Linked DNA regions of Danio rerio: region 1 is linked to region 2. Evidence: chromatin contacts called from public Hi-C data. All regions are on one chromosome and are shown on one strand. Each heading gives the region's core, a stretch centred on a gene start, on an enhancer-like site or on the middle of the called end of the contact. The rest is flanking DNA. Distances are from core to core; before and after follow the strand shown.

Region 1 (4,356 bases), core at 1,155-3,654, 180 kb after region 2:
GTCTGTGATGTTTTTTTAAATAAAGTTCCGGCTTACATTGAGTATATTTGCATTTGTGTTTAAAAAAATTCCAATAAATAAAATGAGGTTTATGCAAAAAAGTTGAATTAAGGAATTGTTTTCCTTTAATATAAATGTCTAAATGTCTTTAAATGTCTAAAGAAAAATCACCACAAACCTTTTTGGACAATTAAAGAGTTCACATCAGACCAAAACGATTTAACAAAAGGGACACTCCAAAAACAAGTGAGCAACAGATCCAGATTCAGTTTCACAGAAAGAGCAAGAGATGTCAATGTCATTTTTGAATTTTTGTAAAATTGTTTAACTGGATAAAACCTGTGAATGATTTTAAAAGATATTTATTTTATTTGTAAAACAATACGACCATTTAATATCATCAAAGAGGTTGTTCCAATAAGAAAAACAAGAAGGGTTTGAGATGACAAGGTCTAAAAATAAAGACCTGGTTTTATGACAGGATTTTTTAGTGATCCTTTGTTTTTATTGACGTTTACATTTGAATTCAGCAACTACTCCCGATAAACGCCAGTCTGTCAGAAATCGTGCAATAGAAAAACACTGGATGTCGTGTGACTCAACCAAAGCACATTATTAGCTACTTTTAGGTCTTCCCTTTCCAACAACATAAACTTATGTTGTTTTACAGAAACAGTGGCAGGGTAATTAACATCAGTAAATGTTACCTTTTAAATACGCCATACAACAGAGGATTTAAACAAGTAGAACTAGAGCGACGTACATTTCATATTATATTATCATTTCATTTCATCATCTATTCATTAATTAGAATCTTTCATTGAACACAATTGTGGGCTTCCTTTTAAAGGAAGCCTGCTAGACAAATACTAAAAGAGCAATTTTCCGATGTTTCAAAGGCTGAAGAACCGTCCTGACTACTTTCGACGTGCTTTTCGACGACGGTGATACAAAACTTGAGTAAGTAAACCCATATTAAAAAGAAGCAAATAGCAATTTACAATTAAACATGTTTTCCTTGTATAAATACCGGCGTTGTTTATGCAATTGCGTTAAAGAAATAATTTTAAAACGATAGAAAACATCTTTACGTAGGCACAAGCGAAATGCATTGTGGGACTGCACATATAATTCCACCCATTGATTCCACCCACACACATGGCGCCCTCTGCAGGCGAGCTTTATTAAACATCTCAGAATAGCCTGTGTGAAAACATTGAAACATTATTTCATTTCACCATCATAATACACTACAAATAAACATGTTAAAAGAAATAATGTTTATTAAACTGTTTTAAACACATTTGTTGGTTATTTGTTTAATTATTTATACATTTACATGAGTAAATGTATTTATACAAACATGAATGGGAATTATCATGTTTACAAGTTCTTTTTGCACTATACTGTTTTTTATCTGCACAACTCTGGTTTACTTTGCACTCATTGCTATATGCCCTTAATGTCACTGTATTGTTTACAATTTTTTTATTACATATGTATATTTCTTAGACCACATTTATGTGCAATGCATATACTGTAAATTTTCTAAATTTTCTTTTTTTCTTAAACTCTACTATTTTTTATATATATATTTTATATTAATGTTAAGCACCTTGGGTCTGAGAGTAACGCAATTTCGATTCTCTGTATGTCTTGTACATGTGGCTGAATTGACAATAAAGCTGACTTTGACTTTGACTTTGACTACATGCAGCCAGTGGCACTTTAAGACGACTTAAATGAAACACGGGGCGTCACTGTGGCTCAGTGGTTAGCACTGTGCTTTACAGCAAGAAGGTTGAACGCTGGTTCAAGTCCCGGCTCGGTCAGTTGGCATTTCTGTGTGGAGTTTCTATGTTCTCCCCTTGTTTGCGTAGGTTTGTATGAACTAAATTGGCTGTAGTATATATGTGTGTGAATGAGAGTGTTAGGTGTTTTCCAGTACTGGGTTACAGCTGGAAGGGTATCCGCTGTGTAAAATCATATGCTAGAAAAGTTGGCGGTTCATTTTGCTGTGGCGACCCCTGATAAGAGACTAAGCCGAAGGAAAATGAATGAATGACTGAAATTAAACATAAATATAGTTGTTTTAGGTTTTTCAGTTTTCTTAAACTTCTGTTAAAGTTAAAGTCATATGTTTATTTCCCAATCCTTGCAATTGTAAATATAACATTTATCAACAGAAATCAATAGTATTCCCTATAATAAATCACAATATTAAGCGAGGAATAAGATTAAAGTTGGGCATGTGAGTATTTTTTAATAAATGTGAGTATGTGATTGCTGCCTCGTAGTAAATGACAGTCATGATCAGAGCAAATCCTCCTCTGTCCTCTGAGATCAAAGAACACGCATCTTCTTTCAGGCGTGCTGTCTTCAGCCAATAGCAGGCGGCGGGGGCGGAGCTTCAGACCAACATTATATAAACTCCAGCTGACTGTATTTCCTTGCTGTCTCTTCAACCCGAGGTCCTTCTTCACCTCCTTGTATTCATCGCTTGTTGGTGAACGTAACACTTTGCAATCATGTCTGGCAGGAAGTTTTTCGTCGGTGGAAACTGGAAAATGAACGGCGACAAAAAGAGCATCGAAGAGCTCGCCAATACACTGAATAGCGCCAAGCTCAACCCAGACACCGGTGCGTATATCATTCAGTTTCCTCCTCTCTCCACCACATGCCACTGCAAACACGGGCCTTTTTGGGCTTGAGCAGCCCACTGCACTGATGACCCTGAGATGACATTCACGCGGGACTTTTGACAGCTGCCATGCTCCTCATTTAGAGGCTCTTTCTTGTTGTACGTCAACATAGTTACATGTTATGTTACAGATCTGTTGTGAATCCATAACGTACAACCTTATCGACTGAGATGTTCTGTATTAATGGTCCAACATTTAAAGTTTCTATTATAAACGCAGTCGATGTGAATTACTATTCGTTTGTGAATGCGTCGATTAAATGTAATGTTTTGTGAATGAATGAATGATGTTCAATGTGTGTCGTGATTGAAGGGTTAAAGCTTGAAATGGGTGTGTGATTTCCAGCACGTAGACACAGGTTGTGTGTTCGAGGCCTGTCAAATCAAATGACAGCACGACTGATATGCTAACGTTAGTTTTTTTGTAGAAAATTATGTATTAATACAATATATTTCCTTAAATATGACCGAGAAACAAAAACTGTAGTGCAATATTAACGTTAGCGCATTTCTGCTTTTGCGTCCGCGCGCTGTTTCCGCTATCCACTATGACGTAAAACCCGCATCACTGCCTGATTTTTTTTATTTTTTTTTTATTACGGTTTTGTTTGAGGGTCCAGACAGGGTTAATATGTGTCAATAACTCAACTGTGGACTTTGAATGGGAAAAGTCCAAAAGTCACGCCGCTTGTGCGTCGTCTGTTTCATTCACGGACTAAAAACCTGAAACCTGAGGCGTTTGACATGTAAAGGTCAAGGGTCAGACGGTCAAATCTCGGGCTATCTTTCGCCTTTTTGCTGTACTTCGTGGCTTCTGTAGTATGCTGTCATATGAGAGACTTTTCCTTTGACCTTTTATCAAGAGGGACGAAGAGCCAGATATGTGTGTGCCCTTTACAGTGAGTTTAATATAGTCTGACCCAAGATAATTTTACAGTATAAATGGCACCTCCAAGTGGAAAAGACCAGCCTTAAAATAATATTAACTGTAAAGTCTGATATGTGAATTAATAGTAAGAAAAAATACCAAAAAAAAAAGGTTAACAAGAAAAAACATGTACAGCATATACACTTATTAGGTGCATCTTACTAGTACTGAGTTGGACCTCTTTTTGCTTTCAGAAGTGCCTTAATCCTTTGTGGCATAGATTTAACAAGGTACTGAAAATATTCATCAGAGATTTTGGTCCATATTGACATGATAGCATCATGCAGTTGGTGCTGACTTGTCGGCTGCACATCCATAGTGCGAATCTCCCTTTCCACCACATCCCAAAAGTGCTCTATTGGATTGAGTTCTGGTGACTGTGGAGGCCATTTGAGCACTGTGAACCCATTGTCATGTTCAAGGATGTGAAATAAGATAACCTTTTCCAATCTTCAATGATCCAATTTTGGTGAGCCTGTGCAAATTGTAGCCTCAGTTTCTTGTTCTTAGTTCACGGTACCCGCTGTTGTCTTCTGCTGCTGTAGCCCATCTGCCTCAAGGTTCAACGTGTTGTGTTTTCAGAGATGCTCTTCTGCATACCTCGGTTGTAAAGAGTGTTTATTTGAGTTGCTGTTACCATTCTATCAGCTGGAACCAGCCTGGCCATTCTCCTCTGACCTATGGCATCAACAAGGCATTTGCGCGCACAGAACTGCCGCTCTATCTG
Region 2 (4,481 bases), core at 243-2,742:
GCAGACTCAGGCTAAGCTCTTTCCTCAACGGTGAAGCCCCCAGAAGCAGAGCCTCCTCCGCCTCCTCTAGCGATGCCTCAGTGTCAACCTCCACCTCCATCTGTGGCTCTCCAATCAACACGAACGGACTGTGGCATATGGAGCCGTAGCCCTCAGATGGAGACGACAGCACAGGGGTGGAGATGGCGTCTGTGTGCGAGCTCTGGGCTTTCAGCAGAGGCTCTTTGGGGCCGAAGGTGTTTGGATGAGCTACACCAGGCATGCCAGAGGTTTTGGTGAAGGAGACTGAAGGAAGAGGAGACGCGGGAGAGTCGCCAGACTTGATGTCACTGAGGAAGAACGTGCTCAGTCTTCGAGCGAGAGACGTGACGCTCACTGTAAAACAGACAAGAGTTTCAGCTAAAAGAGTTCATTTTTTCAACCTTATTACTTTCTGAATGCATTTATTATTAAATACCCTCATTGTATCATGTTATCCTCATCAGGCTTTTTTTAGCTTAACTTAGTGCTCGAAAAGTTAAAAAAACAAACAAACTGTCAACTCCAAGTAACTTAAATGTCTTTAAAACAAATATTTCTCAACTAGTACCGACTTAACTTGTGAATATTAATTAGCTTTCAGCTTGAGCACACAACAAGCTTACTTTTTAAACGAAGAATGCTCAAAATGTTTCATTGTAATGCTCATAACAATGAAGAACATGTACCCTTCATTGGCGTTCGGGTGATGCCCGGGGTTGGTGAGCGAGGGTCAACAAACACAGGCCCAACTGACTCCACCACAGGGAGAGGAGAGTAAGTAACGCCCACCTACAGGAAAACACAATCAAGCCAATTCTTAGATCTACTGTGGTTTACACACACAAAACTGATATAAACAGCAACTACAACACATCCCGCAAGCAATTTATTGAGATTAAAATCAGCTATAAAAGAGGAACTATTAACATAGGAGTGTTTTGGTACCTGTATAGGTGTGCGGTCAATGGCACAGGACGGTGAACGTGGGTCTGCAAGTTTCGCCACACGCGCTGCTTTGGGTCGCTGACTCGGGTCTAACGTTACCTTTGGTGTTGATGCCACGGTCATTTTGCTTTCACTGGCACCCATGTTTCTGTTTGCTGCTGAAAAACGGCATGGCATATTAAAACATAACTTGCATAAGAAGTTAACCTGAACAACGTGTAGCTCGCTTGTCGTAAAATTTACAACCATGGCAAAACACTCTTATAAAATAACCCACGAAACGTATCTTTAAATGTAACGTTAGCGTTTTAAAACAATAACGTTGCAGTCCTTCAATAAACAAACTCAAACTCACCTTAATGCTCGATGTTTTCCCGCAGTCCACTGTATGCTTTTCTCTTCCACTCCAAATCAGACGGCGTTTCTTTCACGTTTTAATATAAACAAATAAAAATGAGAAATCAACAAAGAAACGCCTTGTGTCGTCTTCCAGTTCAAACTCTGCGCGTGTGACTGCACAATAAGGAGCATTTAAATGGGTCGTTCCGTGTTTGCGGCGATTTTTGAACAGACCAATAGGCGAACTCGGGAGTTTCCGCCTTAGCGTTTCTGATTGGCTAAGACAGTGGATGCACTTTCTTGGGCGTGTCTAAGCCATTTGAAATACAGGCGCGTGTTGACTGTTGACGTCACGCTTTAATATTCTTGATTATATTCAAACTGTCCACAATCGCATAAGGATATTCGTTAGTGAATCCCTCAAACAACAGATATCTATTTTATGAATGCACAGTTAGAACACTTCAAACTTTACTAACTATATACGTTTCTAAATTACATATTCAGGAACATAAATATTAGCAACATTTTAAAGTTTCAAAATATAACGTTTTGCATTTAATAGTTTTACAAAACGAGTAGATAAAGATTGATGAACTCTGCTGCCAAAGTCAAACACATAACAATGGAAATAATGTTTATATAACACATTTTTGTTCTTGTTTTTCAATGCAAAGGTCTTCAGATTGTTCAATCAAGATATTTACTTGTAAAATGGTACAAGGAAAAAAAGTCTTGTTTGTTGTAAAAATGTATCAAAATGAAGCAAGTTTAACATCAAACATAAAACATATTTCATTGGAGAAATTCAAGTAAATCTAATGAAAACAGTAATTTTCATACCCAACTGACCGATATTTGTTCTTGTTTTAAGCACAAATTTTTTATTATTTGTTCACTTTCTTAGAAAACAAAGCTTAAAGAATTATTTAGGAATGAAGATCTTAAATGATATGGGTGAGTCAATTATAAGCAACTTTTTTAAATTCTTTAATTTGTTCATTTTGCATTTCAAATTAATGCATCTTAATTTCAAGATGTTCAGGAATTTGTTTTTGCACCAAACACGACACTTAATGCTAAAAAGTCATGGATATAAAAGTTTCTACTTTAACACCTTTTAAAAAATCTTTTATTGTGAAAGCGCAAAGAAAAAAGAAAATAAATTGCAAAATAAAAATGAAATAAAAATAAGTGCTCAGCATAAATGAGTACACCCCATTTTGAAAATGACTCTCAGAAATGTTTCAGTGAATAATAGAGGTATAGTTGTTTTTATATTCACACATTTAGACTTTCCCACTAATAATATCATTTCATAAAAGTTATATTTGCAAACTCTACATAGCAAAATCATATTAGCAGCCAATGACTATCAAAGTACAACATTTTTCACAGTCAAATAAACAGTGTTAATGTTGTTTTCAAGTCACACTTGCATGCTTATTTTGATTGAATATTCAAAGCAACATGGTAAACAATATAGAGACTTCTAAATGAACAAATGTGCAAATATAAAACCAACTTTACCTCTATCAGTGAATATAGGTAATATGTTTTGGTGCATTTGAACAAAACAGATTTATTAAATCTATATATTGATTAAAATAATAGTCAGAGAACATCTTCACAAATAGACATGTTTATACACTTAAATTCAAGTGAAATATTGCAGAAAAATTATTAAATTTCAATAAAAAATGTATCTTTTATAAAATGTAAATTTCATATGCTTCCCCAACAACATATACATTTGGCTACGGATTTTGTGACTGTTATCGCAAGTTATTTCATTAGACTAGCTCCAGATTTGGCTTCAGTACTGACTGATCTAATGTAAATGCACAAACATAATATTGTAAAGCTTACTATAAATCAGTGGTTCTCAACTGGTTTGGCCATGGGACCCACATTTTTACATGGTCATCAAGCCGCGACCCAAATTTTTAGGAACTATAATACAATTTTAGGAATTACAATTAATTAGTATTTATTTGTTAACATACACAAGTAGTGACAGATAAATCATAAGAAAATCGCCAAGACTTACAAATAAATGATATTTTATTGCTGTCATTTAACAAAATGTATCAAATTATAGAAATATTACAAAGTAAAAACGCAAATACTGTAAACAGTGGTTAGGGTAAGGATAGGTTCAGCTACCATGAACTAAACTGAACTGTTAATAAAACATGTTTTCTGGTTTCTAAATGTCGTTTTAATCTAGAAGGTTTCGTGCTATCTTGTGAGAGCACCTCGCTACTAAGGACACAATAAGGCTTTAAGTCTTTTTTGTCGTCAATATATGTAAATCCATACCATACATTTTCATGGTCGTATAAAAGTCAAAAGTTAAAAATGAAAGTTTTGTTCTTGTTTTTTTACCACACACTCCGCGACTGAAAATGTTTCCGCAACCCACTTTTGGGTCGCGACCCAACAATTGAGAAACACTGCTATAGAACATATTCATTCAAAAGATACATTTGTGAGGGGTGTACTGATATATGCTGAGCACTGTTTATTCATTCATTCATTAATTTTTTAGTCGGCTTAGTCCCTTTATTAATCCGGGGTCGCCACAGCGGAATGAACCGCCAACTTATCCAGCAAGTTTTTACGCAGCAGATGCCCTTTCAGCCGCAACCCATTTCTGGGAAAATCACTGTATATGTATATATATATATATATATATATATATATATATATATATATATATATATATATATATATATGTATGTATATATATATATATATATATATATATATATATATATATATATATATATATATATATATATATATATATATATATATATATATATATATATATATATATATATATATATATATATATTAGGGATGGGAAGATTAACCGATATGTATCGATACGCGGTCATGCACGTGCACGATGCGAGTGCATCGGTAGAGCAGCAGAGGATGAATGAAATTTTGAAAGCAAATCGAGATGCATTGATTTTTGCGAGATGCATCGGTTTTTCCAAGATACAACTTATAATTTTAATATAGAATGTATTTTTTATTTATTAACAAGTGTTGTCAACCTGTTTTTGGCGCATAATTTAATCGACCTACATAAAGTATGCATTAGCAACGGACTTGCGGATGTGTACACTTACACTACAACTCAGTGTATCAGGTGTGCGGATGAA

The links. Hi-C and Micro-C count contacts between places; a contact is called where the count stands out from the background.
Region 1: a Hi-C map of an unstated tissue shows a contact between it and region 2, with 2.6 times the contacts expected there. The contact joins the promoter of tpi1b here to the promoter of cdca3 in region 2. A contact is called at or near these places in 3 of 18 Hi-C or Micro-C datasets (caudal fin, hematopoietic stem cells and an unstated tissue).

What each region holds. Positions count from the first base shown.
Region 1 is chr16:12,586,320-12,590,675 of GRCz12tu, forward strand. It overlaps tpi1b (triosephosphate isomerase 1b), which reads left to right and starts at 2,405. Exons shown (of 7, transcript NM_153668.4): 1 at 2,405-2,640. The coding sequence starts at 2,529. LOC137488009 (U7 small nuclear RNA) reads right to left here and starts at 886; the gene lies at 833-886.
Region 2 is chr16:12,409,269-12,413,749 of GRCz12tu, forward strand. cdca3 (cell division cycle associated 3) reads right to left here and starts at 1,493. Exons shown (of 7, transcript NM_001045049.1): 1 at 1,322-1,493; 2 at 967-1,124; 3 at 708-810; 4 at 1-375. The coding sequence starts at 1,110.